2 separate regions of the Hordeum vulgare genome follow, and region 1 is linked to region 2. Evidence: chromatin contacts called from public Hi-C data. All regions are on one chromosome and are shown on one strand. The core of a region is the stretch at or near the end of the contact, and the rest is flanking DNA. Distances in the headings are between cores, read along the strand shown.

Region 1 (3,826 bases), core at 264-2,763, 180 kb after region 2:
AAAAAAAAATCATAAAATAACTTATCGTTGTGTTTGTAACTTTGTGTCGCTTGGAATGCTGGGGCTTGGCATATGTGTTGCAACTAAATTTCAACTCCAGAAACTGAGAATCTTGCTACAACTAAATTTAGACCACAAAATCATTTAATCATCATTCAAGCATTTGAACTTTTAAACATCTGCACTGACCATTAGATCGGTACATTTTCAGTGTTGATACAAAGTAACTTAGCTACAACAACCACATATAATCAAACTGCACAACAAAGTTGACAAGTGCCCCTGCACTGCCAAACTAGGAACACGATTCAGAACAGCTAGTTGAAGTAAGGTGAGTAAACTGAATGCTCCTACAAACACCAACGACCTCTACAAACTACTGAAGAGACATAGCAAATATTGCAGGCATAATGGTAGCAGCTAATGTGCATGTTAAAACTTCAAAGTAGGCACAACAAACAATTTCAACCATGGTTGCCAGAAGTTATTGGACAGTGGGCATGGCAATATTGCAGTAAACCAGCACAGATTTATAATTAGATGCTAGTCTGCTAAAGGTTTCTTATACACATCCATTTCTCCTAGGGTCGTGCTACTGAAATAAACATAAAATGGCACTAGAAAACACACAAAAAAAGCATGCTTACGCAGCAAATCACAGACGAAACACTAGCATTTGGCTGATTAGACACGAGAACAGTAAATTAACCACGGGCAATTTGACGCACTGCGGCAGAATTAGCAGTAGGCAGGCAGGCAGAGGTGTCAATTGAGGTAGTGGCGTTGTGTGGCATACCTGATGGAGAAGTGGCAGATGGTGAGCTTGGTGAGGCACTTGAGGCCGGCGATCTCGACGAGTATGGAGCAGGCGGAGGGCCTGGGCGGCACCATGGAGAGCTCGAGCTCCCTGAGCGCCCGCATCCGGCGGAGCACGGCCCCGGAGACCCTGGGCGCGGAGACCTTGAGCTGCAGGCTCTGGAGCCCGTCCAGGTCCCCGGCCTCCGGGGGCAGCACCTCGACGTCGTTGCCGAAGAACTTGAGCGCCCTGAGCCCCCCGCGGCACTCGCCGATGGAGCGCGGGACGAGGTTGTATGCGTTGCGGTAGATGTAGAGCTCGCCGCCGCGGAGCGCGGCGGGCGGCGGCGAGAAGGGGGCGAGGTCCCACGTGTTGCCGGCGACGTCGGCGGCGTCGGATCCGCGCGGCGGTAGAACGCCGCCGTCGGGGTCCGGCGCGGCGGGGTCCATGCGGGCGCCACCGTCCGCCGCGGGGTTTTGGGGCTGCCCGCCGCGGCGCGGCCTAGGGTTTCGTACGGGGTGGGGGGTGGGGAAAGAGTGTGAACGGGGAAGAGGGAGAGAGCGGGCGGGGGCTGGAATCGTATAAGTTAAAGCTGAGATTTGGACCGAGTTCTGATTTGTTTCTGTCTCGAGGGGTAAAATGGAAGGCGGCCACGCGGTCGGGTCGCCCCGCGCGCTCTCCGGGAAGACGAAGCCGGTGCGGCTCGGACGGGGTCGCGGTCAGGCTCGGGTGCGGTCGGACCCGAGCCTGTCCTGTGTGTTCAAGGCCTCAAGGCCCACTTCGGAAGAGGCCCAGTCGCCTTCCAAGGTTTTGGTTGTTCCACATCGCTCCAGTCTCCTCCTCCGGCTCTCGCCGCCGGCCGCCCCTCCCCGGCCCTCCTCTGCTCCGCTCCCCGCCGACAGCAGCGCTCCTTCTTCCTCTTGCCTCGGCCCGTTCTTAGGCGATGCCGGAGACGGAGGAGGAAGGTGCGGGGGCGGCGGTGGCGGAGGCGGAGGCGGAGGAGGAGGCGTACGAGCAGGAGGACGGGGATGGGGAGGAGTACGACGAGGATGAGGAAGAGGGGTACGAGTTCGGCGACGCGGCGGACGCGGCGCAGTGCGTGGAGATGGCGGAGCGGGGGCCCGGCGGCGCCGTGGCCACCGTCAGCATCCGGGACTTCGAGGCCCTGGCGGCGCTCTCGCGCAAGCGGAAGGCCCTCCCCGAGGAGCCGCCGCAGGGGGACGACCCCTCCAAGCGGCGGAAGCAGCCGGGTGAGCTCTCCGAGGCGGAGTCGGCGAACCTCTTCGACCAGCTGATGGAGGGGTTCGGCCTCCGGCGGAAGAAGCGGCGGAAGTCCAAGGACGGCAAGAGGAAGGGGCGGGCGAAGGGGCGGAGGAACCGGTGCGGCCCCGAGGTCATCAAGAAGCTGGGCGACGCCACCCTGCTCTTCACGGAGAACAGGTTCAAGGAGGCCATCCCCATACTGCACGAGATCGTGCGGATCGCGCCCAACCTGCCCAACTCGTACAACCTGCTCGGCAGCATCTACAAGGAGAACGGCGAGATCGACAAGGCCATCAACTTCGTGATGCTGGCAGCCTACGTCTCGCCCAAGGACGTGTCCATGTGGAGGAAGCTCATCGACCTGGCTCTCAAGAAGGAGGATGCTGCTCTGGCAAGGCACTGTGTTATCAAGGCAATGAGGGCAGACCCGGAGGATGTGGGGCTCAAGTTTGATTGCGCCAACATATATCGCACCCTCGGTGACTGCCACAAGGCCGCGGAGATATACGAGCAGATTGTCGGGATTAATCCTTCCAACACCGTCGCTCGTAAAGCGGCGGCGCAGATGTACAGAGACTCTGCTCAGGTTGATAAGGCCATTAGTTTGTTGGAGGAATTTGTCAATGCTCAGACTGCAAACGTCGACTGGGGTCTTCTCGATTTGCTGATATCCCTTTATCTGAGAAGTGATGCCCATGGTGAAGCTCTGGGGCAGATCCAGAAGGCACAGCTGGTGTTGGGATCTGGACAGAAATTGCCCGTACGATTGCAGGCGAAACAAGTTATCTGCCAAGCTTATCTTGGAGATATGAAACATGCTGAGGTATTCCTTCAGGGTGTGCATTTGGGGCGCTCAAAAGAGAATGCTGATATGGTTAAGGAGGTGGCTAGCACTCTTCAAAGTTTGGGGCAGTATGAGTATGCACTAAAATTTTACTCGATGATGGAAGACGTTGCTGTTCATAATGATGGTAGTTCATATGTGGAAGCTGCTCAATGCTACATGGTAATGGGGGAGAAAGGAAAAGCTATTCCTTGCCTCTATAAAGCTTTAGAAGGCATGGAGGACAATGTTGATGTACGGATAACCTTATCTTCCCTTCTTGTTGACGAGGATAAGAGCAATGAAGCTATCAAACTGCTTTCTCCCCCTGAAAATCCAGAGTTGCAGTCCGCTGATATCCCAGACCATCAGAAACCTTGGTGGCTTGATGGGGAAGTAAAGATGCAGCTTGCCAAACTTTACTACAACAAAGGCATAATGAAGGAATTTGTGGAAACCATTTTTCTTCCCATTCTTGAGACACTGGATATTGAGTATGCTAATCGAAGGGTCAAGGTGCATAGGAAGCTTACAAATGATGTTCTGCAGGAAAGAACTAAAGTGCTGGGTGAAGCACGTCAAGACAGTGTATTTCAAGGATGCAGGCCTATAGCATCAACTGCAGAGTTAGTGAAGGCAAACAGAGCAAAGAGATTGCTAGAGAAAAGGGCAGCGTCAAATGATGATATGATGAAAGATGATACACGGAGAGCAAAGCAGGCACCTCCTCTTCCTGGTCTGCTGACAAATGTGGACAACCATCAGCTTGTGTTAGATCTCTGCCGAACATTGACTTTGCTCCAGCGATACTTTGAGGCGCTGCAAATTATCAATCATGCTCTTAAACTTGGAAATGAGCCCCTCTCTGATGACATCAAGGAGGAACTGCGGTCCTTGGGCGCTGAAATAGCATACAGAGCTCCAGATCCCAGTCCTGGTTTTGA
Region 2 (4,200 bases), core at 1,035-3,534:
CTATGGCTATAGGAGTCATATTTCCTTTTTTTAGAAAATGGATGGTAGGATTGTTATAACTCAGTACCTTCTCATGCTGCTTCATTCTCACACTAAGAGGCACGTCATCTGCTTTTGTGAATCCTCCCAGTGGATGGAGAAGAAGAACAGGGTTTTTGTAGCCCATCTCAAGAAGACGCCTCCGTGTATCAGTCATGAGCAACGCATGCCCATTGTGCACAGGGTTACGAAGTTGAAAAGCAAACACTGCATCTGCATTGCGCCTGGCAAATTCTTCACGCAGCTGTGCTGGAGACAAACGATACTGATCCAGGCCATCATTATACTTGATTGGTTCTATAACCTCCAGGTCTCCACCAATCAACCAATCACCAGCATTTGTAATCGCCTCCTCTACGTACGGCAGTCCACGTGCAGCTGTTCCCCAAGTCCGTGCAATTCTTTCTTCCTTGTTATGCTTGTAGATCTCAATACTGAAGAAAGAAGGAAAGAGTGTTAAAAATGAGTTATAGATGAAGAGCATTCAGTACACTAAAAGAAAATCACTCATATATCATATAAATAGGCTATGCTTGTTTCCAACAGCATAAAATCCTTTTCATTGGAAACCAGGTGTAACATCTTCTTAAGACTGGAGATTGCGTCAACAGATAGAGGCGTGCTACGTCGATGTCATTATGTCACTTCAGATATCCAGTTGCTACATTTCTAGGACAGCATCATTTTCATTTTCAGCGCTTGATGTTTATAAAAATCAGATAAATCATGGCGATGTAAGTACGAGGTATCACAAGTTGTAAAGTACTAGGAAAGGCGTCGAAAAAACGACACAATGGAATATCTATTGAAGGGAACAATACGATAAGATATGCAATTTAATACGACCAAAGGTATTATCAAGTTTGATATGGCTGAAGGTATTATCAACTTTAATACGACCGTAGGTATTGTCAACTTTACTGCGACCGAAGGTATTATCAAGTTTAGTACGACGGAAGGTATTGTCAACTTTACTAAGACCGACGGTATTATCAATTTTATTACGACAGAAGGTATTATTGACTTTAGTAATCATCTATTGGATGATGCATGATTGGCATACCATGGATATCTGAAGATTGTCAACATATACAACTACGCTGTTAAAAGTATGACTGAAGTCCTCACTATCATAGCCCCATTCCACAAAAGCAGAAACTGATACGAATTTCGTTTGAGTGTCAAGTAGCCACTTAAGGTAGCAAATTGCTGACCACCACACTTTGCTGACCATCATTGCCCGTATTCTTAGTAAAAGAAATGGAGTATATACTAGCACTAAGTTTAGATAAGAGCTACTAGAATTGTGTACACAGATAAGCTGTGTAGCTACCGAAATGTGCAAACCATATGCCCTCTTAACAGTGAATCCACAAGTTTGAGGTTGAAGAAACCACCATTATCAGCAGGAGCCTAAATAAGCTCACAACATAATTCCCCAATTCCTACCCGAAAGAAACATTATGAATTAGCATGTCTTAAAATTGGTACTACTAGCTAGGGTACATTTAATCATGGGAGAGGGGAAAAAAACAGAGAGAGAGAAAAGAGGGGGGATAGGTTCTCACTCGCGGAGGACGGCGACGGGGCGGTCGTGGGCGTCGACGAGCGCGACGCTGGTGGCGGCGGAGGCCTGGATGGCGCGGCGCTGGGCGTCGTCGAGGGCGAGGACGATGGGCACGGACATGTTGACGAGGCTGCCATCGGCGCCGCGGACGGCGTTGAAATGAAGTGCTTGGAGGAACTCGGTCTCGCGCATGAAGCCGCGCAGCGGGCTGGCCCAGCCCTCGCTGAGCACGTGCAGCCACTCGGTGTCCACGCGGCCCAGGCGCACCCGGTGCGGCAGCGCCGCCGCCTCCCGCCGCAGCGCCGCCCGCCGCCCGCCCTCCTCGGGCGCCACCAGCTCCACCAGCCTGCCCCCGTCCGGCTCGATCAGGCCGCCGGCCCGGCACCGCACCCCGCGCGCCGCCGCCGCCGCGGCCCTGCCGCCGCCCCTCACCGCGACCCGCGCCGCCGCCGCCGCCGGCTGTCCCTGCCCCCTGCTGGGCCGCGCCAGCTGCGGGAACCTCACCGCGAAGGCGGCCTGCGTCGCCATGGCTGGTGGTGCTGATGCTTCTTGCTGACGATCTGGTCACGGCCCCCGCCTCCCCCCGACTACTTATATCGGGGGCGTTTATCAGGTTTCGTCTTGCTCTTTCCTTGCGGCTGGCGGCCTGACCTTGGCGGTGGGTGCGCGTATAAAAAATGGGGGTGGATGGAGGGGGGTGGATGGAGGGGGGGTGGATGGAGGGGGGTGGAGGTGAACCTGGATGGGATTGCGGGGCGGAGGCCATGGGCGCGACGAACGTGGACAAGGGGACGTGGGGGCTGCGCTAATGGGGGCTGATGAGGATGTGGAGCGGGGCGGGGCGGGCTGGCAAGTGCCTTCCTCGCCTTGCCTTTGCCCAGTTTTGGTTTGGATTTCTTTTTTGTTTTCAGGGACACTTGGGACTTGGACTGGTGTCCCGAACGACTTTGGTGACGTGTGAACTTATGTGTCTTTTGTCGAGGCCGGATCGTTTGCGCCGTGGGGGTTTATGCCCCGCATGCTCCTTCTTGATTCAGCTCGCAGGGAAATGTTTATATCGCGAACCTTCGTCTCGGGCCCAATCCTGACGAACGTCTTCAAAACCGTCAGATCAGATCGGCGGTGACGGTTCTCTTTCAAAACCTCCCCGTAATTTAAAAGGACTACCATGGCAAGTTTGCAAAATGCCACCCCGATCTCACACAATACACTTAAATGCCATCGGAGTTCGCAGATGCCACCCTAGCTATTGGGGTCCGAGGTGATATAAGGGGCCGGACTAAGGGGTGCGAACTTGTTGTGCCATCCAACACGGTCCTGCATCTGTCTGCATGACCAGTCCGGGCAAGCTTTCTACAGCAAACCAAAGACAAAGTGTGGGAGGGATGATTTGTGCGCGTCCGGACCGCTGCCATTTCCCCGTCTAGCAACCGCGACCCACTCGAAACCCTCCTCCTCGCTTGTGTGCATTTCTGCCCCACGCCATCTGCCCGCATTGACGTCGGCCCAGGGCAGGCGTGACCTCACACTACCGGTATTGAATCGACGCGCCGTCCACTACCCGCCGGGATGAACATACCTCCTTGCCGCATTCAATCGTCTAAAGATTGCCTGCCTACATTCATTAAACCAACACGCGTGTCGGAAAACCGACTACGTCCCCACATCGGTTCACGAGAGCCAAACGACATTAAACATAACGTTGGTTGGCTTCTCACGTTCGTCCGCAATTCAAACGAGGACAGACGCCGGGTGTAGAATCGCACCACACCACCACTCCCCATCTCCTCCTTGCACCTTAATATCCACACTATCCAAGACATCCGGCGAGTAGGAAGAGGAGTTCTTGGGTATAATAGCCGGTTGGGTGGACTGTCGAGCATGTTGGATACAAGCCAGGCAATTCGTCGCTCCACCTCCCTCGCCACTACATGTCGTCAGTACCATGGGCGAGGCTCCAAGCCGACGCATCCCGCAGCAACTCGCCGCTACAAGCCAGCTCGCAGAGGAGTGGCGAGGCTCCCGTAGATGAGGCCCACTCCTCCCGCGCCTAGCACCACACTATCAGCCGTCAACGTTCGCGGAACCGCGCCCTATCGACGAAAAAAGAAGTCGACTTCACGGAGATCAACGAGACGGCGGCTAGCACGTTCGCGGCCATTGCCAACATCGAGGAAAAGTATAACATGGGAAGTCGTCGCCACTTGGGTCCCAAGAAGGCCACCATCCGTGCTTCACGGAAGCTGAGAAGAATACTGATGCATTGCGAAGACATGTTGTTGTCTTATTTCTTTATCTTTATGACAAAGACTTCCAGATTGTCGATTAACACGAAAGCGGAGGCCAACCTTCCCCTTCATCTGAAGCATATCCCTTTAGAGCCACTTCGATGTGCGACACTGCCGAACAAAGAGAAGACGGAGGCTATTCTTCCCCTCTCGGTGAAGCATATACCTCCAGGGCTCCTGCTATTTCGAGGAGCGGGCCATCGGACATGGGTAATACATGTCTTCGGTATGAAGGGCTGCGGAGGATTGCAAAGGAGGCGGATGAGGCGGGGCTTCATTTTCTGGGCTCATGGCCGGTCTCGGATG

What was found. Hi-C and Micro-C count contacts between places; a contact is called where the count stands out from the background.
Region 1: a contact with region 2 is called in a Hi-C map of leaf, with 4 times the contacts expected there. The contact joins the promoter of LOC123452181 here to the promoter of LOC123452179 in region 2. A contact is called at or near these places in 6 of 6 Hi-C or Micro-C datasets (leaf, seedling and an unstated tissue) and 1 of 1 datasets of contacts at active chromatin or transcription factors (embryo).

What each region holds. Positions count from the first base shown.
Region 1 is chr5H:525,233,341-525,237,166 of MorexV3_pseudomolecules_assembly, forward strand. LOC123452181 reads right to left here and starts at 1,514. Exons shown (of 10, transcript XM_045128784.1): 1 at 797-1,514. The coding sequence starts at 1,245. LOC123452182 (general transcription factor 3C polypeptide 3) reads left to right here and starts at 1,586. Exons shown (of 1, transcript XM_045128785.1): 1 at 1,586-3,826. The coding sequence starts at 1,740.
Region 2 is chr5H:525,054,998-525,059,197 of MorexV3_pseudomolecules_assembly, forward strand. It overlaps LOC123452179 (ATP-sulfurylase 3, chloroplastic-like), which reads right to left and starts at 2,285. Exons shown (of 5, transcript XM_045128783.1): 1 at 1,608-2,285; 2 at 68-473. The coding sequence starts at 2,134.